3 separate regions of the Mus musculus genome follow, and all the other regions are linked to region 3. A link is a contact called in public HiChIP or PLAC-seq data. All regions are on one chromosome and are shown on one strand. The core of a region is the stretch at or near the end of the contact, and the rest is flanking DNA. Distances in the headings are between cores, read along the strand shown.

The links. HiChIP or PLAC-seq counts read pairs in DNA pulled down with a chosen protein or histone mark.
Region 1: a FOXA1 HiChIP or PLAC-seq map of pancreatic cancer cells shows a contact between it and region 3. The contact joins the enhancer-like site here to the promoter of Chmp6 in region 3. A contact is called at or near these places in 1 of 39 promoter capture datasets (cranial neural crest), 14 of 484 Hi-C or Micro-C datasets (all in embryonic stem cells), 5 of 115 datasets of contacts at active chromatin or transcription factors (embryonic stem cells, microglia and pancreatic cancer cells) and 1 of 9 other capture datasets (embryonic stem cells).
Region 2: an H3K4me3 HiChIP or PLAC-seq map of bone marrow-derived macrophages shows a contact between it and region 3, with 4 times the contacts expected there. The contact joins the enhancer-like site here to the promoter of Chmp6 in region 3. A contact is called at or near these places in 5 of 39 promoter capture datasets (the SN4741 cell line, embryonic stem cells, liver and 2 more), 4 of 15 datasets of contacts at CTCF or cohesin (the NIH/3T3 cell line, embryonic stem cells and large pre-B cells), 49 of 484 Hi-C or Micro-C datasets (B cells, the G1E-ER4 cell line, the HL-1 cell line and 30 more), 9 of 115 datasets of contacts at active chromatin or transcription factors (bone marrow-derived dendritic cells, bone marrow-derived macrophages, differentiating embryonic stem cells and 4 more) and 3 of 9 other capture datasets (adipose tissue, macrophages and pancreatic islet).

The regions. Positions count from the first base shown.
Region 1 is chr11:120,207,867-120,211,173 of GRCm38.p6, forward strand. No RefSeq gene overlaps it. Among named protein-coding and RNA genes, the nearest start is that of 2810410L24Rik, 20 kb to the left of the region's middle. Within about 2 kb of position 1,680, at least 37 of the 459 cell types and tissues checked have an H3K27ac peak or open chromatin away from gene starts, as enhancers often do. A contact at or near this core is called in pancreatic cancer cells, where this site is marked.
Region 2 is chr11:119,638,318-119,641,757 of GRCm38.p6, forward strand. All of the region lies in intron 1 of Rptor (regulatory associated protein of MTOR, complex 1), which reads left to right. Among named protein-coding and RNA genes, the nearest start is that of Rptor, 37 kb to the left of the region's middle. Within about 2 kb of position 1,849, at least 16 of the 459 cell types and tissues checked have an H3K27ac peak or open chromatin away from gene starts, as enhancers often do. A contact at or near this core is called in bone marrow-derived macrophages, where this site is marked.
Region 3 is chr11:119,911,390-119,915,111 of GRCm38.p6, forward strand. It overlaps Chmp6 (charged multivesicular body protein 6), which reads left to right and starts at 2,421. Exons shown (of 8, transcript NM_001085498.2): 1 at 2,421-2,548. The coding sequence starts at 2,486. Gm39485 (a long non-coding RNA gene) reads right to left here and starts at 2,423. Exons shown (of 3, transcript XR_003949830.1): 1 at 1,987-2,423.

The DNA.
Region 1 (3,307 bases), core at 430-2,929, 300 kb after region 3:
CTCTGTGTGTGTATGTCTCTATCTCTCTGTCTCTGTCTGCCTCTCTGCCTCTCTGTCTGTCTCTCTTTCTGTCTGTGTGTGTGTGCTCATGTCTCACCAAACTTCTTGTTCTAGAACTATGTAGCCCAGAGAGAGAGAGAGAATCTAAAGTAGTCAGGACCCATGTTTATGATGAGCCCCCAAGGCCTGCAACTGTCTCTCGGGACATCTGGGCTTGGATCCAGGTTCAATCTAGAGACCAAGGCCATTACCTAAAGAGCAATGGGAGCAGCTGCAGCAGGGGCTTTTCAGAAGGTAAAACTCCGGCCTACTCCAGCTAGAGAGGTAGGAGCCCTCTTTAGGGACTCGGTGCTTCTCCATAGCAGCAGGTTACTTCTGTTCATCACATTTCTTCTTCAGTCCTTTTGGAGAGCTGTCCAGCTGTGGAGGGACAGCTTCAGTTGGCTGGAGAGCACTGGAGTTAGACCTTCTCCTACTCATGTAGATCCTCAGGGGTCAGCTGAAGCCTCCCTTCAAAGCTGTGCTAGACCAGGAACGGTCAGTGGTTCAAGCAAGAGGAGGACCTTTTAGGCTCAGATTCTTACTGACAAGAGGAGGTCTGAGCAGAGGCCCTACCTCAATCAATCTCCTGTACGTATCCCCCTATTGGGAGGCTGTGGTTCCAACTTTAGTAGTTATTAGCCCATTTTATTTTATTTTATTTTATTTTATTTTATTTTATTTTTAAAGATTTATTTATTTATTATATGTAAGTACACTGTAGCTGTCTTCAGACACTCCAGACGAGGGAGTCAGATCTTGTTGTGGATGGTTGTGAGCCACCATGTGGTTGCTGGGATTTGAACTCTGGACCTTCGGAAGAGCAGTCGGGTGCTCTTACCCACTGAGCCATCTCACCAGCCCCATTAGCCCATTTTATTAGTTATTTATTTTGAGATACTGCCTTATTGTGTAGCCCAGGCTGGACCTAAACTCGAGATTCTCCTGCTATCATGACACCTAGGTCTCAGACAATCATAAAACCTTCCTTCCCATACAACTTAAGACAAGAGCAGTCGGGCTGGAGAGATGGCTCAGTGGATAAGAGCACTGACTGCTCTTCCAGAGGTCCTGAGTTCAATTCCCAGCAACCACATGGTGGCTCACAACCATCTATAAGGGGGGATCTGCTGCCCTCTTCTGGCAGGTGGATGTATATGCAGCAGAGCACTCAGACATTAAAGAAATAAAATGTTAAAAAAAAAAAAGACAATAGCAGTCGAGTGAGCTTGGGTCCTTATAACCAGTTCAGGTCCATTTTTCCCACACAAACACAAGTCCCTAGGTATTGCCACACCAGGAGAGCTTGGGGGGTTCCAGAATTTACTCTCCTGTCAGGGACCAGCCGGGTTCCTGATGGGGTTTTTAGCAGCTTCAAGCCTATTCTAGCATCTGGAGTCCGAAAAGAATAGCAAAAAGTGTTGACACTAAAAGACTCACCAGTGTCTGCAGGAGACCTACACTAGAGTCTCTCTGCTAGAGTCTTACTAAACCCGAACTGCCTCTACAGGGAACGGGTCTGGGCCCTGGCCTCAAAGAAAGGCTAGAAGGGGCTTTGTCCGCTGGGCTGAAGCAGACTCAGCTCTCTGACAGAGGCCACGCCACTCTCCCTGTTCATGGGTTCGTGTGTTTGGTGAATTTGTCATAACTTGAAAGGCCCCAGTTTCTACACTAACTTCCCGTTCCAGTTCAGTTGCCCACATAACCACAGGCGGGTTAATTGCATGTCCATCAATACACTCAGGGAGTACACAGAGCTTTCCCACCACCGTAGGCACACATTCCTGAAGTCTAGGCACCCTGCTCCGTTGCTTCTCAGTGGGCAAGACTGGGTGTGGACTTCTGCTTGCAAGAGCCAAGCCAAGGCTGTGCTATAGTATACAGGAGACTGCTCTCCTGGGAGCTGTGACCAGTGGCCTGCACTTTCTTTTAAGCGCCAGTCCCAGTCCTCCCATGTAGGTATGAGACAAGCTGGCAAGACTTCTCAGGGCCTCTGTCCAGTCACATTCACCCCAGAGACTCAGCGTTGACACCCAGCAGCTTTACCACGAGGATGCAATCTGCCAAGCTCAACCCATACAAGAAGTTATGAAGGAAGGCACCCAGGGACTGGTTCACCACGGCTGGCCTGGAATCCAGCACAGAGCCTGCAGTGAGGGGGTTGAAGGAGGTGGCAACCTAGAAGATGACCACAGGGGGATCATGTGGAACACAGGACACAAGGAAGCAAAGGAAAAAAAATCTTCAAAATCCTGAGCCACTCAGGTGGGCTGCGTACCATCGCTAGCAAAGCCAAGTATACCATCGTGCTGATAGGCATTCCTGGGGGGTGGGGTGGGGGGTGGGGGGTGGGGGGAGACTGCACACCTGGATGCTTCCTGTCCTTTACAATCTTTTATGTCCTTCAATTTTTTTTTAGATTTATTTATTTATTTTTATATGTAAGTACTGTCTTCAGACATCCCAGAAGAGGGTGTCAGATCTCATTATGGATGGTTGAGCCACCATGTGGTTGCTGGGATTTGAATTCAGGACCTCTGAAAGAGCAGTCAGTGCTCTTAACCGCTGAGCCATCTCTGCAGCCCCCTCAAATTTTTTTTAAAGTTTATTTATGTATTTTATGTACACAAATGCTTTGTCTGCACGTATGTCTGGACACCAGAAGAGGGCATCAGATTGTGACCTGCCATGTGGTTGCTCAGAACTGAACTCGGGGCTTCCGGAAGAGCAGCCAGTGCTCTTAAGTGCTGAGCCACCTCTCCAACCCCCTGTTCTTCAAACTTTTTGATTAAAAACTAAATAAAACAAAAAAAAATGTAGATCTGGGATGTAGCTCAGGGATAGGCAGCTTACTTCCTATGAATGAAGCCACACTCAGGTTCCATTCCATTCTTAGCACTGGGGGTTGGGGGGGGGGTAGATAGAGGAATTAAGGAAAGGGAGAGAGAAAGAGAGAGAGAGAGAGAGGTTAAAAGGGGAGCTTGGTCAGGGGGTGCACTAGGTAAAAGTGCTTGCGTCTTAACTGTCGAGCTGTCTCTCGAGCCCTGCCCTGGCCAAAACAAATATACACACACACACACACACACACACACACACACATCTCTTAAAATGGCTAAAATGTGAATTGTATAAATTTATTTACATATATACGTAAAGCCACAGTTTTTCTCTCATTTATTTATGGGGGTGTGTAATAGAGTGTGTGGAGCTCAGAGAACAACTTGCTGGGGTCTGTTCTCTTCTTAAACTCTGTGCTCCAATTCAGATC
Region 2 (3,440 bases), core at 599-3,098, 270 kb before region 3:
AGCTAGACTGCATCCCCAGCTCTATAGTCACTGCGTTCCCTGTCATGAAAACATCTCATTCCACAAGAATACTTTCACTTTTACCCAGACCATCTGACCTATGGACTCTGTTGAGTAAAATTGAAAATAATTTAAAATCTAATTTGTCTTCTTGTCAAGCCAAGAGAAACCTATCAAGGAGACATTGAAGTAGATGAGGAGTAGTCCTACAGCTGTGCATTACCCAGAGCGTCAGATCTAGCGGCAGGTGTGCTTTGTAATCAGCGTTAACGTGCACTGAGTGGGAAGCTGGTAATTGCTGGGGCTGCTGCCTCTTTTGAAGAGTTTTAGGAGCGATGGTGAGGAAGTTGATTATTGCTTGTTGTACAGTTATGGTGTTGGATCCAAGTTTCTAAGACCTCTCAGCCCTTTATTCCTCGATTTGATGATTCCCTAAAGACACAGTGGGCTGGTTTACTGTTAGTGAGAGGATGGTGGATAAAACCAGCCTGGGGACCAGGTGTGTATGGTGAGGTCATGCAGCAAGTCAGCCATGAACTTCCTAGGGTGCTCTTCCCGTGTAGTCACCTAGAACGGCTCAAAGCTTCCCAGCAGTAAGTTAGGGCCACACACATGAAGTGGGGTCACCCTAAAAGGTTCCTTAGAGACTTAGCTGGGTGCTTGTCATGGGTACATCTCTGCCTGGCTTGTACCAGAACTCTTGGCTACAGAAGGCAGGCAAGGGGGTTCAGCATGTCTGTGTTGTATGTAGTTGGGGCTTGGTGAGCCAACCTTCCTGTAGGGGAGGGAGCTTTCCAGAAGCCACTGCAGCTGCAGTGGGTGGTTCACGTTGGCTCCAGGTAGCGCCTGACTGACTTCCATATGCATTGCTGTCTCACTCTAAGGCACAGAGGAGTCAGCAAATGTGTGTCACCCCGTCAGACAGTCGCACTAGCTCGCACGGATGTGTGCTAAGTTGTTCTCACTGAGAGAAGTAGCAGATATATTGGGGAAGAAAAAACTTTAGAATTCTTTAGAATTTTGTGTGAAGTAATGGGCTAGAACCGAACTTCCCTAGCTGATGTTCTGTGTCGACACTAAATGCTGCCTGGGAGTTGCTTTAGTGAGAGCACCAATGAATTGTAATTAAATATTAAGAACCTATAAAATATATTTGCATTACAAAAGTAGTTAAAGTAATTTTCTCAGTCTTCATAAATTTAGATAATAGTCATTAAACAAAATAATGAGCTAGTCTTTGAATGGAAGAGGCAAAGAAGCAGAAAATTGCCCCAGGAGCTGGGCTGCTGATGACACAATTTTGTGGCTGCAGAATAAAAGCCTGTGGGGTTGACAGATTCTTGATGCCTGACTGTGTGCTGCCCACTGCAACAGAAATGTCACCATTAGGTTAGGGATAGTTTCAGAGATGTGTTAAACTGGCTCATTGTGACTTCTCAAGTTTCCTAACTTGTTCCTGTTGTGATCCATTCTTAGGTGGGTGCTAAGCAAAACACCAGTTGAGCAGGGTGGTGGTCGTTGTCGTCGTCGTTGTCTTCTTCTTCTTCTTCCTCCTCCTCCTCCTCTTCCTCCTCTTCCTCCTCCTCCTCTTCTTCCTTTTCCTCCTCCTCTTCCTCCTCTTCCTCCTCCTCCTTTCTTCTTCTTTTAAAGGAGTCTTATAACATTAACTAAATTTGTGACCATTTTGCCTCATTCCCCCCAGTGCTGGTATCACACTCTCCCGTACCCGGCCTAGTGACTTTAAAAGAAGTGAGTGATGTTTTACCGACGGTGGTTAATGTGTCTTGTAGTTTGGTCCCTATTTCACTGATGCTGCCAGAGCTCTGGTGTTGGGAGTTGTCACTCATCACTAAGTTGTCACTGGGCACAGGCTTAGTCACTAATCATGCTTCAGTTTACAGCTATGCAAATAGGAAAGATCAACCACTTCTCTATTTTAAAATAAGCTTTTTATTTAAGATGGCTAGAGAGTCATACAGTTTAACCAACAGTGAAAACCCTGTGCACCTTTCTTCTCGACTGGGAAGCTAGTGTGGCAGCAGCTATGGGGGCAGCTCAGCACTGATGGGGCCGAGGCAGGAAGATTGGGAATTCAGGCCAATGTGAACTATACAATGAGACCATCTCAAACCAAAGCCTTAAGCCAAAAGCTGTCCCATAGCGTCACAGCCCTGGTCTTGACACAGACATTGGCAATCCACTCCAGAGCCCTCTTTGTTCTCAGTTGCACACGCTTCTCAGCTGGGCAGGCATGGGTCGTTTGTCATTTCAAGAATGTTGTGTAGCTGAGCGGTGTAGCATCTCACTTTTTGCAGTTGGCTTTTTCACTCTTGAATTCCCCAGAGTTTCATCCACATTGCACATCATTTGTCCCTCTTATTGCCAAGTATTGTCTGTGGCGTAGATGAAACTGCCGTTGTGTAACTGCTTATTCACCGAAGGACATTTGGGTTGCTTCAGTCATGAATAAAGCTGCTGCGAGCACTTATGTACTTTTTTCTCTGAATGTTAGTTTTCATTTCTTTGTTAGGAAGTGCAGTAGCCTGGCCTGCGGGTGCACGTTTATTTTCTCAGGAACCATTGCACCGAGCAGCTGCACCTTTGCAGATAGGCTCTCAGTATGTGGTTGCTGTTCCTGGAATGGAGCTGTGCAGTGTGGACTCTTCTAGGCCAAACTGTTGCTGACGAAATTTCGCCCGAGGCATCGGTAGCTGCTCCATGTCCAGAAAGCTCCAGCCCTCGGGCGCCCCTGTACCTGCCGGTCCTTGAGGCTGCACGGAAAGCTCTTCTTATCCCTTGAGCTGCATGCGATCTTTCAGGCAGGCCTTGTGGATGCTGCCCACTTGAGCTTTCTTCTTGGGGAATCACCTGTTTGTGTTTTGTTCTTTTCCCTATGGATTTTGTCTTTCGTTTTTTCTTTTTCTTCCTTTTTAAGTATGGACCATAGTAAGCTGGTGGTATATAAACAGTGAGCTGGCGATGCAATCAATGCTCTCTATCTTAAGTGTGTTTGTCTTGGTCCTGTATAAACAAACACCTGATGCTTCAGTGCAGTCAGCTTTGTCACCACTGTCAACCAGGCACTACTTTAGTATTTCATATTTCATATTTTCAGCCACCCTCCCCTGTATATTCTCCATTGCTTTGGATCTTGAGGTCATGAAGCTGTTCTGAAGAGAGTGAAATTGATTCTCACAGTGGGATCTTAGATGGACCTGCAGGATAAGGTAGAGTTTTACTTTATTCCATCATTCTGGCCAGTGTGGGGAACACGCTTGTATCTCTCTGGCTTTAGTTTCTCATGCTGCAGTTCTAGAACATTTACAGATGTTACAGAGTTGCAAGAGTCATTGCTTCCTTTCTGGCCATCAGAGTGGGTGTCACACAGCCTAAGATGTGGGCACAGTGCAGGATGTCCTGCCTAGCACAGTAGCTTTTCT
Region 3 (3,722 bases), core at 1,171-3,670:
TTGTTTTTGTTTTTTTCAAGACAGGGTTTCTCTGTATAGCCCTGGCTGTCCTGGAACTCACTTTGTAGACCAGGCTGGCCTCAAACTCAGAAATCTGCCTGCCTCTGCCTCCCAAGTGCTGGGATTAAAGGTGTGAGCCACCATGCCCGGCTCTACAGCTGGATCTTATGGAAGCATTTTCTCAACTGAGATTCCCTCCTTTCAGGTGACTCTGGCTTATATCAAGTTGACGTAAAATTAGCCATAACAGCCGAGCATGGTGGCAGGCAGATTTCTGAGTTCGAGGCCAGCCTGGTCTACAAAGTGAGTTCCAGGACAGCCAGGGCTATACAGAGAAACCCTGCCTCAAAAAACCAAAATAAATAAATAAATAAATAAGCCATAACAGACACACACACACACACACACACACACACACACACACACACACACACACACACAGAGAGAGAGAGACAGAGAGACAGAGAAAGAGACACAGAGACAGACAGAGAGAGAGAGAAAGAGAGAGAATCCTTTTAAAATACAGAAAACTTACTGGGCATGATGGCTCACATCTTTAATCCCAGCAAAGGGAGGCAAAGGGAAGCAGATCTCTGGGAGTTCAAGGCCAGCTTGGTCTACAGAGTGAGTTCTAGGACAGCCAGGGCTACAGAGAGAGGAAAATATCTTTAAAATAAGTAAGTAAATTTTAAAACCATATTTATTCTTAGCTTGTAGGCTGTATAAAAAGGAGAGGGGAGATCAAACCGGTTTGACTCACGGGCCATAGTTGCCAAATCCTGGCTTACAGACGGAAAGAATTCAGACATTTCCAGCTCTGTATTGGCAGAGAACTAGGAAGAATGTGTGGAAGCGCTTCCAGAGTGTTATGGTAGAAACAGAACCCTCCCTGGGCAATAAATACTCCTAGCTAAATGGTTGCAGCCAGCAAGGCACTGGGTACTGTGGGCTGTTGCTTGACAGACTGGGCCTCAGTTAGTGACTCTGGGATGTCAGGGCATCCTAGCACGGAGTAGACAAGAGTGGACAGAGAAAGTGGGTGATTTCAAGGCCATCTTGGTCTGCATAGCAAGTCCCAAACCAGCCAGAGATACCCTGGACCTGCACAAGACCTCTGTCCCACACCCCTGAACATGCCCTTGGTTAGGGCATGAGAACCACACAGGTCGGAAGCTCCAGCCTTCTAGTAAGTTCTGCCCCAGTACTGCCCTTTATAGTCATGTTGACCACAGGGACAGGGTACCATTACTGCGATTTTATGGGGCCAGTTGGCCCACAGAGCATTGGAGACTAAGATATGACAGCTAACCATCAAAGTCAGTGGCTGAGCCCGATTAGGGCAGCTGACTGTACAGAGAACCCTGGGATAAAGGGTTCCTGGCTAGTTAGAAGGCCCCTTGGAATCAAATCAAAACAAAAAAACCAACCTCTAGAAACTGCTTCTAAGTGACAGAAGGAGCTAGAACCCTAGGTCTGGTAGCCAGAGCCTGCCCCAAGTCCTTACCATGGACTTTACTCTCAGCCTCTCGTGCTGTTCTTAAAACCAAGTCAAGACTGGGAGCCTCTTATGCCTAAGGAGTCACAAGAGCCACTGCTGCGACACCGGAAAGCCCCCTCCATGCCTTCTGCCCTTGTTTACTGAAGGAGTTGGGGGTGGGGGAAGGGAAAATGCAGGCAGTTCAGGAATCAGAAGAAGCTGCCTGCCGAGGGATAGCCACTGGCTTTACTGGATTCATAATGTGTTGAGCCTGAGGCTAAGACTGAGCCCTTCGTTCAGAAAGGTGTAAATGAACAAGAATGCTTAGTAATTGGCCCAGCTGCTTGTACTGTCTGCCTCCCGAAGGGATATTACCCGGATGATTGCCGTGGGGAAGGAGAACTCCCCTCCTAGCAAAGGCATTGAATTCAGGACAGTGGCGCCCTTTTTGGGGCTGTTAGGGTGTAGAGCCCCACTCATGAGTGTCTTGTCCCCGCCCCCTGACTCACCAAGGGCCTACAGAGGGCAGGTGTGATCAGAGAATCCCTGGGGTTAGTGTGTCAGTCCCAGCAACCGGGCTGACTCAACGGTAGCCTAAGGACTGTCCACAGTGAGGAAACTAGGGGACGAAGGTGACAGCGCCGAATGGCAGGTGAACGCTGGTGCACACTTCTCAGCAAGCACTTGTAGGTCCAAAACACTGGGTGTGTGTATGTTCTGCGCCAGCGGGGAGGGGGGCGTCGGCTGGGCGGTTTTGAAAGTCAGGAAGCCTGATTTAGGCTCACTCCTGTGAGGTGCTCTGAATTAATCACAGTCCCATCTGATTAGCTGAAAGGCCGAGGGAGGGCGTTCGCATCGCCTAGTAAGTCCAGCGGTGCGCTGCGCTAGGGACGAAGCTGCTTCGCGTTCTGAGGCGCGTGGCTCCGCGCGGCCGCCGTAGGTCGGGCGGAGTACGGTGGCCGCAGAGCGGCGGCTGCGACGGGTTCGGCCGGCCGGCGCGGGGCCGCCATGGGCAACCTGTTCGGCCGCAAGAAGCAGAGCCGAGTCACCGAACAGGACAGGGCCATCCTGGTGAGGGGCCTACGGCGGGCAGGGGGCCGGGCCCCGTGGGGGAAACTGAGGCGGGAAGCGGAGCGGGCCGCGCTTCCGGTGCCATGGCGCGCCCAGCTGCAGACTCCTGGACCAGCCCCGGCTCGGCCCGGAAAGACCGGGATTGTGTCTCGGGGCTGAGCGCCGATCCGTGAGAGAAGGTGCCAGGAAGGAAGCCTGTGGCCTTGGCCTTGGAATCCCAAGCCATAAGTTATTGAAAGTTCCTAGAAAAAGCCCCCAGATAAAGATCCCGTGGGCGTGGCTTTCACTAAAAGTCTCAGCGTGATTCTTACTGGGAAAGGGTGCTCGTCCCCCATCTCTGCAGCCTCTGTGTGAGCTGGAAGCCCCCGAGACACTCGTGTCTCAGGACACCGCCCTCCATCTCTAAGTAAAACTGTCACAGAGGTGGGTCCTGCGGACAGGACACACCTTGTCTGCTCCTCTGTGGAATTCGGAGGCTCAGGACACCACTGTCAAGCACACATCTGAACAGTCCCAGAGCGCCAGGCACCAGGAAGGAAAGTGCCTAGCTCCAGGTGCTGCTGCTGCCACTGCCTGACCTGCTCAGATTGCTTGGTCTCCAGAGGCACAGTCTGGCCATCCTGCAGCTCCATTTGGTGCCCCTGTCTCCCCAGGCAAGATGCCTGATGCTTTGTAAACAGCTGGCAGAAATAACCACCCGAGAAGAGCATGGGTAGCCTAACTCAAGGTCTCCAAACCTAAAGGGTGGAAATAGTGAGCACTCTCTGTCATGCAGTTGATGCCCACCGTGGGGCAGACCCTGTAGAGGACACTGGGTGAAGGTGGGAGACCCAGAACCACACCCAGGCCCATGCTCAAACACACACACACACACAAAACACGCTAGCAGAGCTCCCCAGCTAGCCTGTTCTCCTAGGTAACCTACAGTCTATGGTGAATGGTTTCTCACTAACTAAACCTTAAAGGTGCCCATGGCCTTCACTTGAAATAGTCTGCCTCAGGGTTTCATTCTGTGTGTGACATGTGCCCAGGGCCTGTACCTGTTCATCATGGCTCCGCCTGAAGGGTCGGCATTTGGACACAGAACAGAAATGGGCTGAACAGGAGGACTGAGCGCACTTGGCTAGTGGCTGGGGAGGGGGAGGCAGAAGATGTCAACTTCAGACCCTTTGTT